Linked DNA regions of Zea mays: region 2 is linked to region 1. The links are chromatin contacts, called in public Hi-C maps. All regions are on one chromosome and are shown on one strand. The core of a region is the stretch at or near the end of the contact, and the rest is flanking DNA. Distances in the headings are between cores, read along the strand shown.

Region 1 (3,375 bases), core at 471-2,970:
GTCTGTTGATCGGTCTATCGATCTCTCCACCCATCTCCCTTGCCTCGAGGTCAGCCTCTCCCTTTTATAGGTTAGGGCAAGAGTCAGCCACATGTGGCTTCCCTGGGAAGGAGCCATAAGGCAAGGGGTAAAACCAGTGTTTTACCTCGGGTGAGTCCACGCGTACTCGTGTGGTCCGGGGCTGCCTGGCTACCGCGTATTTATCGCGGGGCGACGATGGTCCCATGCACCATCATTCCGGCTACGCCGACCCAGGCTTCTGTTGCCTGGGGCTCGATGTAGTCGTCGTGTAGTGTCCTGCGGTAGGTCTGCACACTCAGGCCTAGTTCGATAGGCCATAAGTGCGCTGTAGTCCGAGGGCACACGAGCCATTAATGTGCCACAGTCCCGGGGCTCGTAGGTCATGAGTGCTATGCGACTGAGGGGGTCCGTAGGTCATGAGTGAGAAGCGGACCGGTGTCACGCTGTGGCTCGGTGCCAGGCATGGTTAATGCGACTAGTCATTTATGGCGGGTCAGTCCGGGGCCGAGCGCGAGATCCACTCGAGTGGTTCCCTTCCGACTCGTCTGTCCTCCCTCGTCAGGCTCCGCCACGCCTGCCCCCAGGCTCGGGGTCACGTGGTTCGACCGGGGGCGAGTCCTTCTAGGGTTTGCGCACCTATCTCTTACAACTGACTAACGGGCCCAGCGATCAGGGGCTCTTCCCATAGCACCCTCACTGACCAGCGGGTCCCAGGGACCAGGATCATTTCCCCGACAACACTAGATCTGAGCATGGACCATCCGACATGACCCGCCCAATGCAATGGACATACACCATAGTTTTCGACACAATAATCCACAGGCTAGGCACTAGCCAATCTGAACCAACTCGAAAAAACCTGACCCAATATGTCTAACGGGGAGGCACATGTCAATTCGATCGGACTCGATATCATGTACAAGTCAGTCGCGAGTCGTGCCTAAGTCTGTCCGCACTCATGTAACCCAAAATTTATACCACTAAAAAATATTCTATCATAGTCAGCGAAATTCTATACCCCATCACACAATTCTCTACGTCACATTCACCTAAATCTCTATCCTATACCAACTACCATATATTCTACTCCCTCCATTTCAAAATAATAGTCATTTTAGGTCTTTATGTTTATGTCTATATTGAAATAGATAAAGATTAACCTATACACATGTAAAACACATACATCAATTATTTTATAAACCCACTAATAATCTAAAATAAATTTTAATTTAGGACATAGGGAGGGAGTATTATTTATTTTCACCTCTCCTATCCATACCCAACCGTCTTCTACGGTCCTGTCTAGGTCACAGTGTCACACTGCTATGGATTCATATTCAGTATTTGAGATTCTCTCATCTATCTGCAAGCTAGTTTTTCAGTGCATCGATGCAACATATTTTTATTTTATTATATATTCACCCTATAGGTTTAGAATTGTCTTCAGGTATGTGACTGAGGATAGCCTGATAACTTATGACCCGACCTGACTCAATTTGAACTCGATCTGACATTTGAGCATGTCTAACTTTACACTAAGGTCGCGCCTTTCCCGTTCGAAACGTCCAAACCAAACTTCATTTTTCAGTTTCGCCAAAATCCAAATCCCGTTGCGTACTTGCGTGCGTGAGCGTTTTTCCATCGGTACCAACCCCAGCACAGTGACGAAAAGGCCCAACAACCCCCCGACCCGTCACCTGACCCAGCCGATCGAGAATACCCGGAAGGCCGGAACCCACCTGCTGCGCACCTGCAAGCCTCGAGTGGAGCTCTTCCACGGCCGCGGTGGAGATGGCGGCGAATCTGGAGGACGTGCCGTCACTGGATCTGATGCACGAGCTGCTCCGCCGCATGAAGTGCAGCTCCAAGCCCGACAAGCGCCTCATCCTCATCGGTAAAGGAGACCCCTCCCCTTGCCCCTTCTTCCTCCTCGTTGCTGGCGTTCGGTGGATCCCTGTCTCGGTTCCTGGTGCCGCGGGGACGGAGAAATCGCTGCTTGCCGCCGTTGGTGCTCTGGATCCGCCGAAAGTTTTCGGGCCTGTTTGGTTTGTGGCTAACTATGCCACACTTTGCCTAAGGTTAGTCGTTCGAATTGAAGAACTAACCTTAGGCACATAAGTTAGGCAAATTGTGGCAAGTTAGGCAGCGAACCAAACATGCCCTTCACCTTTCCCTTGAAATCTTGGCTATTCCCTATTTCTCATCCTGCATTTGTGGCCAAGAAATATGGCTTTGTTCTCAGAGTGGATTGTCTACAGATTTCTAACGTACGGAACGATTCACTAGTTGAATACCAAGATAAATTAATCATGCGCTAGTCGAGTAGCCCTGTGCTGTTCGGTTTTGGTGTTCTTATCATAAATTTATAATTCTTTAAGGATTATCAAAATTAGAAGTCAGATAATCTTAGTCAGCTTGACCTGATGTGGAAGCCTTCTCTTCATGACATTAAGACGGGGGCGTCCCATCGTGTAGGCAAGTAACGATGATACTCTGCCATGCCACTTTTTTTTTTGACTTTTCATTGGTTCCGAGTATGTATTGTCGTCCATATTTCTGCAATACTGAGGTGAACTCCCTTATGCAATTTGTTTTTAGTTTTTGCTGCTAATGATTGCTGCATTTACACCGCAAAAAACTGATCTGCATTAACAAAATGGTACTAAACTGTGTCGTTCAAGACAAGTAAATTGAAACAACTGCTGTCTGCTATATGGTTTCTTGCTTTTCATTATGGCCTTGTTTGTTGTTATGCTATTTGGTTCGATATGTTTTGTGGTACTGGTAGTCAGGATGAAAGAGGGCAGTACTGTGAAGGGAGATATAAGGTCATGGTGCTTTTTGTGGAGAGTAATAAACATAACACTTTTATAATCTTTTCTTTCCTCATTCATGACTTTTTTATTTTTATTTCTATTATATAGTGCTCTCGATTTTGGAGAATTTGACACCTCTTCTACAAATCTTGTAGGTCCACCTGGCTCTGGAAAGGGAACTCAGTCTCCTATTATCAAGGATGAATATTGCTTGTGCCATTTAGCCACTGGTGACATGCTGAGGGCTGCTGTGGCGGCCAAGACACCTCTAGGTATCAAAGCTAAAGAAGCTATGAATAAGGTAGTATTAGCAGACCAAAACATATAGTAAAATGCTAACCAGAATAAAAAGCTTCTTGTAACTCCATTCCGTGCTGCCTTCCTCTTTTAGGGAGAGCTTGTTTCAGATGATTTGGTTGTGGGCATTATTGATGAAGCTATGAAGAAACCCTCATGCCAGAAAGGTTTCATTCTTGATGGCTTTCCTAGAACTGTGACTCAAGCACAGAAGGTCAGATACTTGCTCGATGCATCAGCA
Region 2 (3,375 bases), core at 606-3,105, 350 kb before region 1:
CCGCGGGTGATTTTCTCGAATCTATACCATCTTTTGTGGACTTGAATTCTCGGGTTAACCACATGTTAACCGCGACAGTATTCGACATCCACATCCGTCTCATGTGCTACGAACTCACTGTGACCACTTGTTGGTAAACCTCTTTCTGTGTGTTTTACCCAAGAGGTTGCATCTGGTTCTGTTTGGGTAAGATCGCGTATTTTCCACTCGCTCAACAGACTCAGATAGTACAGTGTCATCAGAAAAAGCAAACTGCACACATGGAACCTTATGTGTTCTTCTGGCAGACATAGTCTCTATTGGTGGACATTTCTAAATTACATATTATGTCCACTAGAGAAACCCCATCCTGAGACACTCGCCTTTGCTTGGAGCTGTTTTATGGTTATCGCTGATATGGACATGGGTTACATGCTTCTCTACTCTTAAGAGTCTTTCGCTCCGATTCTTAGGTAGAGATTCTTTTAAGGCGGAAGGGCTGTAACACCCCTGGTGTTTATATTCTGCTTGACAACGAGTATGGAATTAAACACGTAAAATCAGTGGATAAAACATATGCTAAATTTTAATCATCTCGTAAAAGTTCGAGTTTGGTGTCGTATTTATTTCCGTAACCTAAGCCATTAAAATTAGGTTCAAGAAATTTTTGTTATCGAATCTTCGTCGCTGGCAAATTTTGAACTGTTCGGATCACGCGCGTAAGTGAATGCGAGAATCAGAAAACTTCTGATTTTACGTAAAATTTGGAGCCCCGCGCCGTCCAAAAAGAGTAATGCGCCAACACATTAATTGAATTGTTTCTCTCAGCATGTGATCCTTGACGTTAAAGCGAATGATCGACAGCTGGTGAGAATCGTAAAATTAGACGGGACTAAATACAGTCTTGAATACCGAAGCCGAACTCGACAACTAAAGTTTTTAGTGCAAAATCCGTGTCTGGACGACGCACTAACACTCATCCACGTAAACGATGCGTGTCGTCGCTTGCTGAATGGATCGCATTCTCAATGCAGCATCGATATAGCGCGTTTATTTTGCGATATGTCGAGTCGTGTGTCCGTATAAAAGTATACAGAGAATACGGATTCGGAAGCCCGACCCATTCGGATGATTTTTATCCCAGGCAAATTAATCTGAACTCGACGACTAAAATGTTCGGGGCAAAATAATCTGAATCGCGCAATGTCCGAGAAAAATCGTGTGCGAGGTTATGATCCAATTTATCCTTCAGCACGCTGTTTTGGCGATGAAATCACGTATACATTCGTAGATATGGTTCCGGCTAATTTCAGTCAAATCGCAGAGCAAATTATCGACACCGAAACCAGTTTATTTCGGTCGGTCGTTTCTCGTCCGGATCCAAATCTTCGGATATAACTAACTGGTAAAAATTCATGGGATTTCGAGAGTAATCACCAAATCAGATTATATCTAAATTTTTGTATCCGGTATTATTTTGATCCAACTCATTTATGTCTCTTTTAAACCCTACTCCTAGAATACATATTTATCTATGCTAATAAAAGGAAGAAAATCATTTTCCCCCTTGCTGCAAGCGCTCAGCTCTAGGTATTTTCCCTTAGCCATTCAGCCGATGCACTCATCTCCTCTCTGTTCAGTTACGTGCAGTCGCTCAGATTTTTTTGGAGCAGCTATCCTCATCCTTCCACTGTTCTCTCTGATTTTTTTATTCAGCCGACGTCCTCATCCTCTCTCGCGCAAAAAAATCTCTGCCGCCCTCTCTTCCTCTGATTTTTCTCGCTGCGCAGGAGCCGTCACCTTATGTCCTCTCGCTGTTGTTCTTCTCTGAAGCTCTCTCACGCGCGCGCGACTGCCTTCTCTGCTTCTCTCTCCCTCGCGTCTTCTTGTTCCCCGAGCTTCCATCGCCCGCGCCCTGGCATCCGCCTGCTCCTCTCGGCCGACCGGCCCTGCTCCACTGCGCCAAGCTCCTCCCTCACCCTGGTCCCGGTCCTCAGCGTGCCTGCTCCCTGGAGCTCGCCCATGCCGCGCGCTCCTCCGTGCCGGCGTTCTCTACTCGACCATGGCGTGGACAGCCGCCGAGCCCCCTCCGCCCGTCTTCCCTCTGTTCAGAGCGCCGTCACCTGGAGTCCCTACGCGCTCCATCTCTGCCTGGCCATGGAGCTCGCCCCTGGCTCGGATTCCAGCGCCCCGCTCCCTGTTTGCCCCAGCTCGCCTGGCCGCTGCGCAGCCCCCTCGGCTTCTCCTCCCTCAGCTCGTCTCTCCTGCCCGTGCGCGTCCTTCCCATGGCTGTCTGTTCGAGCTCCTCCCTGCGTCGCGCGCGAGCTCGGCGCCCAACTCTCCTGCGCACTGGTCGCCCCTCCCTCTGTTCGCTTGCGCGCAGTCATGCCCCTGCTTCAGCTCTGGAGCATCCCCACGCGCGCGTTCTGTTCCTCCTGCGCGTGAGCTCAGCGCCCCTTCCGGCCTCCTGTTCGCCATCAGCGCAGTAGTTTCTCTTCAAGTGCAGCGCCGGTTGTCCTCGTGCTCAGCTCCAAGCTCGCCCAGCTTTGGTGGTCGTCGCCTCCACCTCGACCTGAGCACCGCCACGGAGTTCGCCCCTTCCAGACTTCCAGTTACCTTGTCGCACCTGCGTTCTTGCCCCTGCCCATAGCACAGCAGTGGCGATGTGCTTCATCCAGCTCTTCCCTAGTCGTCGAGCTCCGAGCACAACCCGAGCACCACCCTTGTCCGCGTGAGCTCGACTGGATCCCCACCTTCGCGACCTCGCCATCGATTTAGCTGCTGCCCATGTCATGCTCCCTGCGCAGCATCTTCCTTAGCCATGGCGAGTCCCTCGCTGCCACGATTGTCCAGTGGTTGGCCCACGCCGTCCCTACTCCTCTCAGTCTGCTGCTACTTGTGTTTGTGTCCGAGCCCGCCCGGCTGCAACCTCGCTTTGCTCTGTTTGTGTCTGATCCCGCCCGGCTGCAACCTTGCTTTGCTCTCCGTGTCGCTGCTCTCCGAATCCAGCCTCATGTTGACGCGTCCATATTTCAGCTTGTCGTGCCGCGTCGTCATCGCTTCCTATCACGAGCTCGATCTCCGTTGTCATCGGGCTTCACACGTTCTCGCGTTTGTCGTCGAGCTGTTGAACCCGTCCTCCCTTGCTCGTGACTTCATCGTCGCCTGAGCTCGCGCTAACCTGCTCAACCCCACCTCGCTAGCTCGCTCTAGACTCGATCTCGTCGTCGTTCCGTGTGTCGTCCAGAAATCCTAAGCGTTGGGTGAAGACGAAGCTAGCCGCGTGATATTTACCAAGTGCTCGACAAAAGACCTGAGCGAGAATCAGCAACGTTTGCTTGGAATTTTAATTAAATCGGTAACCATTCTCTAGTTCGCTATTTCTTTAATTGATTG

Evidence for each region. A called contact is a pair of places that touch in the nucleus more often than the background predicts.
Region 2: a Hi-C map of tassel shows a contact between it and region 1, with 2.8 times the contacts expected there. The contact joins the promoter of LOC100381865 here to the promoter of LOC100384174 in region 1. A contact is called at or near these places in 3 of 25 Hi-C or Micro-C datasets (ear, leaf and tassel).

Annotation. Positions count from the first base shown.
Region 1 is chr3:99,379,199-99,382,573 of Zm-B73-REFERENCE-NAM-5.0, reverse strand. LOC100384174 reads left to right here and starts at 1,720. Exons shown (of 6, transcript NM_001176751.1): 1 at 1,720-1,915; 2 at 2,993-3,138; 3 at 3,229-3,348. The coding sequence starts at 1,813.
Region 2 is chr3:99,729,115-99,732,489 of Zm-B73-REFERENCE-NAM-5.0, reverse strand. LOC100381865 reads left to right here and starts at 1,855. Exons shown (of 1, transcript NM_001174651.1): 1 at 1,855-3,375. The coding sequence starts at 2,042. The coding sequence ends at 2,629.